2 separate regions of the Mus musculus genome follow, and region 1 is linked to region 2. The links are chromatin contacts, called in public Hi-C maps. All regions are on one chromosome and are shown on one strand. Each heading gives the region's core, a stretch centred on a gene start, on an enhancer-like site or on the middle of the called end of the contact. The rest is flanking DNA. Distances are from core to core; before and after follow the strand shown.

The links. Hi-C and Micro-C count contacts between places; a contact is called where the count stands out from the background.
Region 1: a contact with region 2 is called in a Hi-C map of uterus, with 4 times the contacts expected there. The contact joins two enhancer-like sites. A contact is called at or near these places in 4 of 15 datasets of contacts at CTCF or cohesin (the NIH/3T3 cell line, embryonic stem cells, large pre-B cells and 1 more), 22 of 484 Hi-C or Micro-C datasets (B cells, the G1E-ER4 cell line, the HPC-7 cell line and 13 more), 10 of 115 datasets of contacts at active chromatin or transcription factors (astrocytes, embryonic stem cells, extraembryonic endoderm stem cells and 4 more) and 1 of 9 other capture datasets (embryonic stem cells).

Annotation. Positions count from the first base shown.
Region 1 is chr1:153,089,852-153,096,359 of GRCm38.p6, reverse strand. It overlaps Nmnat2 (nicotinamide nucleotide adenylyltransferase 2), which reads right to left. Exons shown (of 11, transcript NM_175460.3): 7 at 5,819-5,863; 8 at 2,247-2,323. Among named protein-coding and RNA genes, the nearest start is that of Lamc2, 93 kb to the left of the region's middle. Within about 2 kb of position 3,854, at least 133 of the 459 cell types and tissues checked have an H3K27ac peak or open chromatin away from gene starts, as enhancers often do. A contact at or near this core is called in the NIH/3T3 cell line, pancreatic cancer cells, reprogramming fibroblasts and 2 more, where this site is marked.
Region 2 is chr1:152,533,462-152,540,942 of GRCm38.p6, reverse strand. It overlaps Rgl1 (ral guanine nucleotide dissociation stimulator,-like 1), which reads left to right. Exons shown (of 18, transcript NM_016846.4): 10 at 917-1,006; 11 at 3,126-3,212; 12 at 4,644-4,676; 13 at 7,316-7,437. It overlaps Gm51749 (a long non-coding RNA gene), which reads right to left and starts at 921. Exons shown (of 3, transcript XR_003948740.1): 1 at 468-921; 2 at 321-384. Within about 2 kb of position 4,357, at least 68 of the 459 cell types and tissues checked have an H3K27ac peak or open chromatin away from gene starts, as enhancers often do. A contact at or near this core is called in the NIH/3T3 cell line, pancreatic cancer cells, reprogramming fibroblasts and 2 more, where this site is marked.

The DNA.
Region 1 (6,508 bases), core at 2,605-5,104, 560 kb before region 2:
AGCCACTTAATCCAAAGCAGAAAGGAAGCTTAAAATTTCACCTGCAGGAAATTGCTCCAGGGTCGCAGATGAAAGGACTTCTCAGAATGGTCCTCCTCTGCCGCCCCTCCCCCACAGCGCACGACACTCGCACTCCCTTCCCTCGGAATAGCTACTGGGTGCACCGGGGTGCTTGGTTCACGCTAGCTGAAGTTTCCTAATAGCATTTGTTACAAACCAGGTATCATGGGACAAGTCTAGTCCCAGCACTGGAGAGATGTAGGCAAAAGGATCAGGAGTTCAAGGCCACCCTCAGCCACACAGCAAGTCTGAAGCCAGCCTGGGCAAAGACAACCTTGTCTCAAGAACAACAGGCAAAAACCACGTGGTGTTTCCTGTTAATTATGCGATAGGTCTGCAGGTGGCAGGTCGTGCTGTCGCCTATGTGATGTCATAGGTTTGGGAGGTCCTGATGCCAACAAGATACACTTAAAGAGTGTCATTTGAGTCTTCAAAAATCTATGTGAGGTAAACACTATTATTAAGGCCATTTTAAAGATGGGAAAATGGAAACTCAGACGATGTGTTGGGGGTAGAACTGGACTCTAAATTCTGATTCTAAATGTCCCCTTTCATGTTACATCACGTCTCCTAACGCTCATCATCAGGGGGTGCTGTACCAGGAAGTTCTTTGAAATCTCAGGCCACTGTCAATAACATACCAGATCTTAAAAACCTGAGTCCGGAGTGATGCTAAGGGCAAACTCAAACAAATCCTCTTGCTTTTTGTTCCTGGCTTGCTTTGCATTTGGAAGGATCTCATTTACCTTTGCGATTCCCGCTTGCAACCCCACACACCCCTATTCTCTTGCTAAGGGGAGCCTGGGGTAGTGGTGGCTACCTCTTCAAAGATGGCAAAGCCTAAGAAGCCACACCTATAGTTCAAAGGGCAAAGCTTCCTCCTAAACCCTCCCTGGAAGCCGTGCTCCCCCCCACCCCAGCTTTACTATAGACAATACTTGATGGACCGGTCACCATGACAGCAGTTGCCCAAGTTGTGTTTCGGGGAATTGGAGGTTGTGGAAGGTAGTTGGAACTACTGACCTATGCAAGTGTCCAGTGGGTGACCTTTTGATGGCTAACGCTCCACCCTTAGGGTCCACTAATGTCACTGTTTTCGGAGCATAACCCAGGTAAAGCTCTAATGGCTCACCTACAGGCTACTTCACTTTCTTCATGGCAATCATCTGTTGCAAGCCTTAGACCCTGCTTATTTCAAAAGTGCCCCTTAACTTTTTGAGACCTTGGGCACCTGCCTTTTCACGTCTGGCTCCGTGTGTGTGTGTGTGTGTGTGTGTGTGTGTGTGTGTGTGTGTGTGTGAGATGTTTGCAATTGTTTCGTCAACTGTCAGACTGGCATGCCAAACAATGGGCAAAGTGAGTCTCATTGGGTAACTAGAGGAGCTGAACGATTGGCGTGGTTACCCAGCAAGTTCATTAAAAAAACAAAACAAAACAAAAGATAAAGTCTGGTGTTGATGCCAGCAATGCACCAAGGCAGGAGGATTGCCAGGGCTACATAGCAAGACCCTTTCTTAAAAAAAAACGAACAGAAAAGCAATTTGCATAGGGCCATGAGGTTGGAGCTGGTTTTAGCTCAGGCTATCTAGCCCAAGAGAGAATGAATAAACCAGCAGGAGAGAACAGCGTGTGTGGAAAGCAGGGGACTGGCCATCCGAGTCAGAACTTCTGAGTGGCTTAGGTTTAACTGCCTCTTTCCCTTAAGTCAAATCGGTCATCTAAAGGATGCCTCTAACCAGAGATCCCCCTCTGGACCCCCATTCTTTTGCTATGGGGAGACTGGGATAGTAGTTACTATCCCTTCAAAGGCAGCAAAGGAAAACAAGCCACACCTATAACCTCCGAAGGGCAGAATTTCTTCTTGATCCCTCCCCTCATGTCTCAGTGACCTCAGCATGCACACCCCAGGCAGCGCTTGGAACAAGACATTCTATAACCCGGAGTGCTTTTTTCCCAGGGTTCCCCAGGGTGAGGATGAGGAGGAGGGTGAGGAGACAAAGGCTGGGGTAGGTGAGAACTTTCCTCCATGGTCATGTGAATGAATTGCCCTCTTGGGAACTTTGAAGAGGCAAGAGATTCCAGTCTGTGACTGTTGGGGGGAGACAGAAGCCAAAATCAAACATGCCTCCCCCATGCCCCCACCCCCACCCCAAGCTGCTTGTAGATTTGGGAATATGGCTACTCACATCTGCCTCATTCCAGAGTCCTGGGATGCAGAAAGACTCCAGCAGGTCACTACCACACAGCAGCAAGATGCGCAGCTCTGGGGAGGGAGAGCAGAGGTGGCACACAGCATCAGAGGAGGATCTGGGTACTAGCTCTCAGCTTTCTACCCTCAAGAACACTTAAGTCTGCACTCTTAGAACTGTGGGGCTCAGGTCGCCTTGACAACACCACCCCAGGGTATCCATAGTTCAGCACCCCCAACCCAACCTCACCACCACCACCTTCAGGGCTAGCGCAGGATGGCTGGGCTCTCTAACAGCAGCCAGCTACATACGTTGGCATAAGGACTCGGAGCCCCTCCCCCACCCCACTGTTACTTTCCTTTTCCCACCCTTCCTTTCTGAGACTGTAGCCTAGGCTGGCCTCAAACTTGCTATATAGCTGAGGTTTGAACTCTTGGACCCTCCTGTCTCAGCCTCCCTAGGGCTGGATAACAGGCACTTATTTCTGTGTTCTCTCCACCTAGAGTGGGCCTCCTTCAACAAGTGCTAACACGGCAGGGATGGGATGGAGGGAGACCTCTGACTGTGAAGATGGAGTATCCCAGTTGATCAACTGTGCGCTCTCTTTCTGAGGACGTAGCCTTCAGCAAAGGGCTCAGGAAGCAAGGCTGGGGCCACCTCCCCTTTACCCGTGGTGCTCCATGCCTGTCTTGCTTTTTTTTTTTTTTTTTTTTCCTCCTCCTCATTAAGCCCAATTTGAATTATCCCATTGAGGCTCATTGTCATTTAAAATTGGTAGCAAATGGTGAGATTCAACTGAGTGACAGGAAAAGAATCTAGAGATTCTTGACATTCCTCAGAGTGTCCTACATCTTAGTGCACATCTTAGGCTGCCCAGGTTTCTGCCTTATCCAGCGTGTTGTATCTGAGACAATGAGACCGCTTGTGCAGAGCTGACCACTAGTCTTCCAGACACGGCTGCTACCATGGTCCCTAAGAGCCCGGGGGCTTTGCCTGACGTACACCCCAGGGCTGGGCAAAGGCTTTCAGATGTTGAGCTTGCCCCTGAGAGTCTCTAGATGGGATTGAGGCAGAAGAAAGTAGCCAGCATCTATCTCATTGTCAGAAGAAAGTAGCCAGCATCTATCTCATTGTCTCTGGTTCTTCCCTCAGGGAACACAATGAAGACTGAGAGCTTATGTTATCTCTTTGGCACAGAACCTTAATTTGTCTTTCTACCCCCAGGGCCTGGCAGTGACTGGCACCCAGAGGGGACTCAGACATGGTGAGTAGTTAGGCCAGCAATTGATGTGGTTGCAGAGCTAAGAGGGCTGCCTGAGAGATAGCCCCCGGACAGTTTAAGGGCGATTTCACAATGTCTGAATGTCATGCTTGGGAAGAGGAGAACTGTGTCACTGGCATCTGGTGGATTGGACACTGCTAAGTGGCATCCTACTGTGCCCAGGGCAGCTCCACAACACACAATGCCTGCCCCTAAATGCTGGCAACACCAAGGCTGAAGACCCTGAACTGGGATTTCCATTCTTATGCTAGGACTCACACTCTTGCCTAAGAATAATATGAGACTTAAAAAAAAAATAGGCTAAAGCCCAGAGAGGCAGAGTGAAACCTCTGACTCACCCCACCCCGCCCCACGCCCGGGACCAGTGCAGATGTGCTTATTGGTAATGGCCCTGGTAGAGTCTGTGGTCCCACATGAAGCCACTGGAGGGCAGCAGTGATTTCCATATTTCCAGTCCACAAGCCCTTGAACTGGGAAAGCCATGAGGGAAGCAACCAACTGCTGAAAACAGAATGGGCTCACTGATGCTAGGAAAGAAAAAAAAAAAAAAGATGGATTTTCCTTGTGGTGTGCAAGGAGCCTGTGAGTACCAGGGCCTTGCAGGACTTACTCACTTTGCCCTCCACTGGGTCTGCCTCCCTCCGCTGGTCATCTTGACCCAGGGCCAGCAGTCAGGGCCAGTACTCTCCCTCCACACTCCCTGCTCAGGAATTCCAGCTATGTGTAGCCCAGTGGCCCATCCCAGTTCCCACGGTACACGGAGGCAGCTGCCACCTGTATTGCTGTGAACCTGGAGTCTGTCTGTCAGCAGGGGCATCATGGCTCTCCTTTTCAGAAGCCAAGAATTCTTCATTATCCCTCCCTGTCAGACACGGGGATCCCTTTCCCTTCCAGAAAGCAAAAGCAGTCAGAGGAGGCTAGCCAGACTGGGGAGCCAGAGGGGATTTCCCCCAGCAGAGACAGCAGAGCCTAATTCAAGCTCTCGGGGCGGGGAAAAGACAAATTACACTGAAAAATCCTAGGACTGTTCTGAGCTCTGCTGGACTGAGACAGGCAGCAGGGTGACAGTTCCTACAGGGGACTGCAGGGATGCAGAGCTTAGAGCTTAGAGCTTAGAGCTTTGAACTCAGCGCTGGCTGCTTTGCCTTTGGATCCTCTGGGCTTACAGAACTTGCTTGCTTTGTGGCGATTGGCCAGAAAGCCAGGTGCCCACTCTCCTGGAGACTTCAGAGCTGACAAGCTGATGTGTAAAGGATGTTAAAGTCTAAAAGGTAAATAAGAGGTGAGGCTCTTGAGTTGCTTTGGTTCAACGAAGTCTAACTGTGTGCTAACTGCACTCCATTCTCACTAATGCCTCTGCCAATTAGTAACCAGTTGTCAACATTTTACAAATAGTTCTAGGAAAGCAACAGGAATAGCCCAGGCACGACTACATCTCAAAACGTTATCACATCTGCTGGTTATCATGGTACTTAGACACACCAGCCATCTTAAGATCACAGCAGGAGCCCAAACCCGAGTGCTCCCTCAGAAGAGTATCCACAAGGTATCTGACACATCTTTAGAAGTTAAATCCGATCTGGTTGGATACCAAATTGCCTCTCCTTCTAGACATCCACCAACTTGACCCTCCTCATCATCTTCGGCCTCCAACTCCACTCCTGCCTGCCTCCGCCATGCCTTTCCAGCTGCAGGCACTTGGGTTTCCCACCTGCCTTTCACTCTGGAACCCTGGGAAGGCTTCATCTTGCTGATTTGTTGATTTACCCAGCTGTCAGCTCCTTCTCTCCCACTGCCCCCAACAGATGTTTGTAATCAGCTTCTACCTACTCTGGGCACCAGGGTCTCACACAGACAGTGGGATAGATACCTTAGCTTCAGCCAAGGCTGCAGGCAAGCCACATGGTGGCTTTCAGCCAACCCTGGCCTCCTTCTCTTCCTTAAAGCATTGAAAAACCTGAAGCGGCCTTGTTTGTCTGCAGTATCAGTAGGCAAAACCAACGGTCTCTCTCACTGATGCTCGACTTTCATTCTTTTAGATGAGGGAGGGGAGGCTGTGAAGGGAAGATTGATGGCTGATCTACTACTGGGGAGTGAGTCTAATGGGGAGATGTTCGATAGGCTCTAGGTAAGATTATGATCTTACACTCCAGAAGGAACATTCTGACCGTAGACCTGGCTGTAAACCCACTCCAGGTCTCAAGCCTCCACCCTTCCTGAACTTGCTGCTCCCAGGTGACTGGAGGCAAGAGGCTCCAAAAGTCCCCACTGTCAGAGTTCAACTCACCGATCTCCTCATACCGCATCACTGTGCCCAGGTTGGCGTTCTCATCTGTGGGGATAAACGGGAAGAGGACAGATGAACAGGAGAGAGAGGGAGAGGGAGAGGGAGAGGGAGAGGGAGAGGGAGAGGGAGAGGGAGAGGGAGAGAGAGAGGGAGAGAGAAGAGCATTAGGGAGCTGAGAGCCTCCTCAGTGATAGAGGCTGGGGTAAGATGAGGAAAGATGTATCAACTGACAGGAAGCATCCTCGCCCCCAGCTGGGCAGACCCTTGTATTTCTGGGATTTTCATAATTAGACCATCTCAAGGGGAAACCAGTGACAGACACAGTCACGTTGAGTGCTTTCTATATCTGTACCCCAGGAAGGCTGCCCTCAAGAACTGTACCCTCAGAACCTGGGACACAGAATTTGGGGTCACAGGAGGTGGCCTCCTCCCACTCCAGTTGCTTCCTGATTTAAAGAACCAGCAAATTTGGCATGCTGAGTCATTTCCTTGGTGGGATGTCACAAAATATGGAAGGATCATGCCTCTGGCATCTTGTTCCTGGTGTGTACTGTCTGCATGGAGGTGCCCAAGGTACACACGTGTGCACACACAAATCTATAGGTGAGCCGCCTTGTCCCTGCCTCTGCCTCCTCAGCTGTCTCTTAGTTTCCTCTCAATATGCCCCAAACTGGAACCTCCAAAATGGCA
Region 2 (7,481 bases), core at 3,108-5,607:
GATGGACTCTGTCCCCAGTGGCATGCACAGCCAGGATCCCAGCTGGTTACTGACAGAATGCATTTTTGCCCTGCCATCATTATTTCAGGCACCCAGAAGGATTCCTTTTGTAATTGTATGGTGATGTAAGGTCACATGCTAAGGTCATGTGATAAAGCCTGGAGAAACTGACTAAGGAAAAAATAACATAGAGGTTACACTGAATTGTGAAATTGCCATCCATTCAAGCAGTTCCTGGAAAATGAGAACTAAACAAGACCCTGAAACCACAAAACTGAAACATTTTATGTTCAGTCAGCAAACCCATGATTAGTTGTTACCTTGAAGCTGGGTTCTTGTTCCAGGCAGCAGGCAGGGAGCATGGGTGGCCCTCTGTCCTCAGGCCTTAAGAAGAAGGGTAGACTTGTCAGAGTTCCAAACTAGAGAGGCATCTAAGGAGGACTAAGGGAAACCCACAAATGGCTCACCTTTCACTAATCAAGATGTACTCCGACCCTGGACTTCCTCAAGATCTTGCTGTGTAAAGATTTCATTTAGCTAAGTAGCGCCTTTCCTTCACAGAATGCTGGCACACTCATTCCAGGCCACGATAACAAGTCATAAAATGTGCAAGAGGAAAGCTTCATTTTTAAGATATAACATTACTTTGTGTGAAACTCGAGATGTACAAAAAAAAAAAAAAAAAACCCATCTTCCATTTTGGGAGTTGCTGATCTTATGGTGATGGTTGATTTTCTAGTCAAATTAGGGACTCTGCCTTTACAGAGCCGGGGCGGTGTGGGGGGCTAGGCCTGAGGGCCTACAGGCATGGCATCTTGGGAATACTGGAAGAGATTGTATCAGAGAACGCAGATAACCCTTTCCTTCTCTCTAGACTGGCATCCTCCATGACCTTCCTCTGTGCCCTGTTTCTTAGGAAGGAACTTCAAAATTTGCAAACCTGGACAGCAGCGTGAAAGAAAACCAGAAGCGGACCCAGAGGCGCCTGCAACTGCAGAAGGATATGGTATGTCTGCCCATTGTCTGAGAGCCAGCAGGAGAGAGGCGGCTGGCACATGGCGGGTGTCAGCATATTCCTTCTGCAGGATGCCCACACTTGTCAGAAGACTCTTCCATCCTGTGCCTAATTTGTTCTTAACCTGGGAGGTCTTTAGCAAAAGTGTTAGATCCAGGGAAAAATGAATACCAAAAGTTACACATTCCACAGACATTTTCATGTGAACGCTTGAAACACACACACACACACCAGATGTGATAGAGGGAAGTGTGCAATGGGGTACCTCCATCCTCCTGACATCGCCACCCGCTGTCACTTGCTTGCTGCTGCCATTTTGGTAAGAAGCCTCCTAGGCCTTGTGTCTCCATCAGCTTTGGGGATGTAATGGCCAAGGAAATGCATTGTCTCCCGCTGGGAAGATTTGGTCTTTGTATCAGAGAACATCATTCCCTTTGCTTCCAGGCTCTCTGATCACTGCCCAGTCTCCTTACTATTCCTTACTATTCTAGTCTTCTTACTATTAATATTACTAACCGGATCATGTTGTTCACGTCTCAGAGAGTGCCATGTGTCCTTTCTGAAAGCACAAGGATAATTATTATCGTCTTTGCCTCTGTCCTTAAGTTCCCAGCTTTTGGCATAAGGTGTGGGGACAGAAGAGCACATTAGAGTCTAGACAAATGAATATTTTCTTCCTTGCCCAAAGAGAACTTTCCTTGTGGATGGATATAACATAGCGATGTTTTGGGGAGCTAGAACTCTCCTGTAACCTAAAGCTGATCTAACTCAAAGTGTTTCAAACTTTTTGGTTGTTCAAAGACAGTTAAAAATAGCTGCTGCCGAGGGAGTGGTAGGGATTATTTTAGTTCAGGATAAGACCTTGCACACACAACAGAAAGGACAAACTGGACTGCAGCTGACAGTGAGCTTCTGAAGGGCAAAGTCCTGTGTGGTGTGAGCTGGCTGAGGACACGGCTCACCTTGTGCCAAGAGGCCTGGTCTTGCCCTGGTCCAGATTTTGTGTATTCCTGCCAGTTTCCCTAAGTACCTGCATATATGAGAAGGTGTCTGTGTGCCACTCCATCCACCCCCCACCCCCCATTTATTTTCCCTGAAGAATGCTTGCGCATCAGTGGTCTTGTGGGGAACAGAGACTCAAAGGAGATTTGGTGAGATGAGGGTTAGAAAATCCACTCATTTCTTCCCACTTTTAATATGGTCTAAAGTGGTAGTATAACAGACAACCCTAAGAAATGCACACAGACAGAATAGAATCCTGCCAGTTAAAATCTAGATTTCACATGGAGTCCACCTGTCTGTTCTGGGACTCAAGTCCAGCGTACCAACGGCACTTAGCTATGATGATGTTCTAATCACTTTTGGTCCATAACAGCTTCAGAGTCTTGTTTGTCATGACCTCCAGAGTCATCAAGTCACCTCGTTGTCCTGTAGAGCGTCCTACAGTCTGGGTTTGTGTTTGTTTGTCTAGTGATTAAACAGAGGTCACACCTGTTTGGAAAGCATTTCACAGAGATGAAGTACTCTCGCCTCACATTCTCTGAAGGAGTTCTGTGGTGTCAGTGTGTGTCAGTTGTGTGGTGTCAGTTGCTGTCACACTGATGGCGATGAGATCACCTACCATTAACATGGTGAATGAAGACTGCCAGATTAACCTGTCTAAAGTCACTATTCTCTCTGTCTTTCTGATGGTCAGTCACTCTGAGTGATGCCCCACACTCTTGACAGTCTGCACTCCTTCATTCATCAGGAAATAGTGCTCTCTTCTGAGTGATGATGCTGAGGCTGTGGCTATCCCGGGCATCCCAAACAGCTAGGTGGGTCAACACACACTGAAGAGAGCATCCTGCACCGACCAGAGCCTAAGCACAGTAGACGCCACTGTGGACACTCTGCATACATGTGTGATCTCCTGGTTGGAGGCTTGCTTTTCCTGAATAAAAGTTAGACATTAGGTCGTGCAGTTTCTGTCCTGTTTGTGAAGGCTTTAAAACAATTTCATTCCTTCAAGAGACACTAGCAAGTCCAAATTAGTCTCATCCAGGTGCATGGGTTGTGACGCCTTTAACATTTCAGTGACAGTAAAGGCACTTCTCTGCTTCCTTTTCAGGGTGTGATGCAGGGTACCGTGCCTTACCTGGGCACCTTCCTGACTGACCTGACCATGCTGGACACTGCCCTGCAGGACTACATTGAGGTGGGTTCTCTGCAGCTGGTCCATCCGTGCCTGCAGCCTTCTTGGCCGCATAGAGAAGTTTGTTTCTCTCAGGATCTGTTTAGAACCCACAATACACATGGCTAGGTGGTAACACAGCAAACCAAAGCAAACACCGGAAGACGCCAGAGATGGCACAGAGCCCATCAAAAGAGAGCACTGCTCATCACAGCAGCAGCCATGGCTGGGAACGGCGGCAGTGTGGGCAGGAATGCAGTGAAAACTAAGGGACATTAGCTGATAGAGCACGGCCTGCTGCACACGGCCTGCTGCACACGGCCTGATGCACACGGCCTGATGCACACGGCCTGCTCCACACGGCCTGCTCCACCAGGCCAGACGCGACTGTGCTGCCTTTTGAGGGCTGGGGTCTGAGCATCGGTGCCACAGATGGACTGGCAGGGATAACCTCCCCTACTCTCTCTGCCTGGATGCTACAGATGAGATAGGTTAATGAATTTTCAAGTGGGTCCCGGCCTGCCTCTCTGTAACGCCTATGTCACTGCTGCCTGTTCAGGGGATATGCTTGGATCCGCATCCTGTCTTCCTTTTTCAATGAAGGAAGAGGTAAAATCCACTCAAACGATCAGATAGGCAAATAGGAAAAGGTTTGATATTTGGGAGATTTGAAGGTAATTTGTAGGGCTCAACTTCTACCTCAGAGCACTCGCCTCTGATGTCCTGATTCGGTTCCTAGCGATGGTAAACAAACATAAATCACAGAAAAAAGCAAAACACAACAGGCTACAAAACAAAGCAGCCTGCATCTGTACCCCATCCCCTGTTCTCCTGTGAAACCTGCAGCATGGGTGCTGTAGCTACAAAGGGAACCTGGATTCTTTAAGACCACGCCCACTCGTTTGCATTTCCCAGGCTCTGTCTCTCAGCATCCTCTGCCTCAGGAACCTCCCTCCCATCAGGGTTGAGAAGGTGCAGAGTAAGCGAATGCTGAGGAATTACACCCGGCAGTGGTGATGAAGAATTGAAACCTTGTTTCCACGAGGCTGTGGAGAAGTGACTTCCCTTATGATAAATCATTGACAGTTTGGCTTCCAGCACGAGGCCGTGGCCATCTGCTTTTGTTGACTGGCCCAGGGCACGAGGGAGCGGATTGCTTGCTCCTCACTAGCTGGGCAGATGTGTCTGGATTCTGACTCACGGATTCTGACTCACGCCTCCGTCACTGCTATTGTAGTTGGTTTCAGACATTTTAGGAAATGCTCCATCATAAGTAAAGGGACATTTGGGACATTTGCTCCAGGACAAGGGTGGTTGCCTTGCTACGTTGTCGCCACGTTTATAAAATCATTAATAGTTACAACTTTCTCATCTCTTTAACCTATTCACTGTGACCCCAGTCAGCACAGGGCTCTGCAGTTCGGTGGCTTACGTTCTTCCAAACATTTCTTTCAGGGTGGACTGATCAACTTCGAGAAAAGAAGAAGGGTAAGTACTGCCTTCGCCTGCGCTTTGCTGTTTAATTTCACCTGGACATGAGACACTGAAAGAAGTGAAAAGAGATTGTGTTCTTTTTGTTTGTTTTTGGAGACAGAAAAATAATACTCGCTGAACATTTTTACATATACCATTATGTTGGTATGTTCCTACACATTACTCCACAAGAGCCCTGCAAGCTCTTTTCCCACATCTTCAGTTAAAGGTGAGGATGGAAGAGATTAAGGACTGGTCCACAGTTAAGGTGGCAGTGAGCTGGAGTTCACATTTTGTCCTGCTGCAAATCTCATTAATAAAGAAAAGGTAGCGTAGAGCTGGCAGCATACCTCAGTGGTTGGGCACGTGGTCAGCATGCATAAGGTCTTATATTTGATCCCTGACACAGAGACAGAGAGATGTTGAGAGATTTCTTTCCTACCATCATCTTCTTCACAGCTACGTTTAGAAATACAGGTTTACTCTATATTTAGTAACAGTGTATGAACTATAACATTCATATATAAACATATGAAAATCATTGCTGAGAATATATGTGGGATATTCTTCTACAAAGAAGTATGTGAAACAACTAATACGTTAGCTTGTTTTAGTCATTTCATAACAAATACATATTCCAAAATATGTTGTATACACCTTGTGTGTGTACATGTGTCAGTGCTTAAATTAAAAAAAAAGCAAACAAGTTTACTTAAGAAGTTTATAAAAGTGAATGACATTAACAAAGACGACTACTCCTGTGGGTGTGTCTGGGAGAGGAAAGGATATAGTGTCCTTATTAGAAGTAGGTGTTATCTTTTATCATCTTTCCTGTCAGTATTGGAAGGGTGTTATATATCAAAAGCTTGATCTTTCAAGTAGTTCTGCATTATGTTTTTTAAAGATTTATTTATTTATTTTATGTATATGAGTACACTGTAGCTGTCTCAGACACACCAGATGAGGGCATTAGATCCTGTTACAGATGGTTGTGAGCCACCATGTGGTTGCTGGGAATTGAACTCAGGACCTCTGGGAGAGCAGTCAGTGCCCTTAACTGCTGAGCCACCTCTCTAGCCCCCTGCACTGTGTTTTATTTTTTTGAAGTGTAAATTTTGCTGTAATTTTGTGTCAGATGGATATGAGATAGGCATTTGGTGTTTGGAAGGAAAATGAGCGAGTGTGGTAACTCCCTGTAGGGCCTGCCTGTCATTTACTCTTCTATTCATCCACCCATGCTACCTGCACTGGTTGTATGGTTGTGTACGGACCAGGGAGTTTGGGAACTTCTGCAGTGGAAAGCCAGAGCCTTGCCCTCAGGAAGTGTATAATTCAGGAGGGAGATAGGCAGATGAACAAGCAGCCATAACTTATCTATACAAGCTCAAAGCAGAGGTCTTTCTTAGAGAAGCAAACAGGAGGCTGAGGCTAGCCTCAGCTTGTGAGGCTAGAGAACCATACAGGGACAAAGAGCACTGTGCGAACACAGTGCACAGACGCTAGCTGGGCTGGGCTCCAAAGCAACAAGATACCAACATGAACCAGCCGGAGCTTTCTGTCCCTCGTCCACTGAACTTCCTGTGGCATGGTGGTAAATATTCAACCATAGCACTGGACCAAGGGTTGAGACCACTGATTGGAAGACTAAGGCCCAACGACTCTGCCAACTCTTAGTTGCTTCTGTCCTGTCCTGTTACGCCTCCACAGTGTGCCATGCATGCTCCTTTAACTTCAGCACGAGCCTGGATGCTACCTTCTTTCCCTTTAATAATAAGAAGCTAAACATCTATGAAGTTAAAATCTGAGCCTAAAGCTGCAGTTTGTGCTGAGTGCTGACATTAAGAAGGGACCTGGAAGCGCCTGACGAGATCCAAGTGATGCGGGGCATAATTATACGTGCGTGCTTCTCTGGGAGCTTAGAAGGTGTAGTTAGATGATTTACTGGAGTAGTGAAAACCCAAGGATTTGGAAAACCTAAACACTCAGCTTTCTGAGACCCTGGACCGCTTAGACTGTCAGTCAGCCCCACTGGTGTGGATTTATTGAGGGGGAAGAATTGGAGAAGCTACTTCGGGAGCTGTGAGCTTCTTGAATCATTTTTCTTCTTTTAAAAATAAGAAATAGAAGTAAAAAAGGTGGTTTTTTTTTGTTTCGTTTTGCTTTGTTTTTTTACATATTTCATGATCTTATATTTAAAAGAAAAAAAAATCCCAAAACCCCAAGAATGGAAACAGGAAGGAAGGTGCCATTATGCATTGAGTTGGTGACTAGCCGGCTTCTTTGGATGGCTTGTTTTATCCATGTGAGTTTCTTTTTCAAGAAGAGAGGATTGAGAAACGAGGCATACAAGGACTTCAAGAGTTGAAGTGATGCATATGTGTATTTTAAAATCTACTTTTACTTGTGCTGGGGATTGAAACCAGGGCATTGTGTATGCACCAGGCATGCACTCCGCCACTGAACTATAGCCAACCCCCACCCCTGAGTTAGAACTTGTAAGATGTATTCATTTACTCTCTAAGGCAGCCAGATTGCAGAGTCTTCTTCAATGGCTTTCTCCGTACGTTACCCTTAGAGTGTTACAGTTCCATGTAGAAAAGACTTGTATTTATTTCATCATATTATTCAGTCTCCTGGTTTTCTGTCTACTTTAGGAATTTGAAGTCATTGCCCAGATAAAGCTCCTACAGTCTGCTTGCAACAGCTACTGCATGGGCCCAGACCAGAAGTTTATCCAGTGGTTCCAGAGGCAGCAGCTTCTATCAGAGGAGGAAAGGTAGGCTGACCTGTCTGTCTTCTGTCAGGGGTATGGTGGTCCTG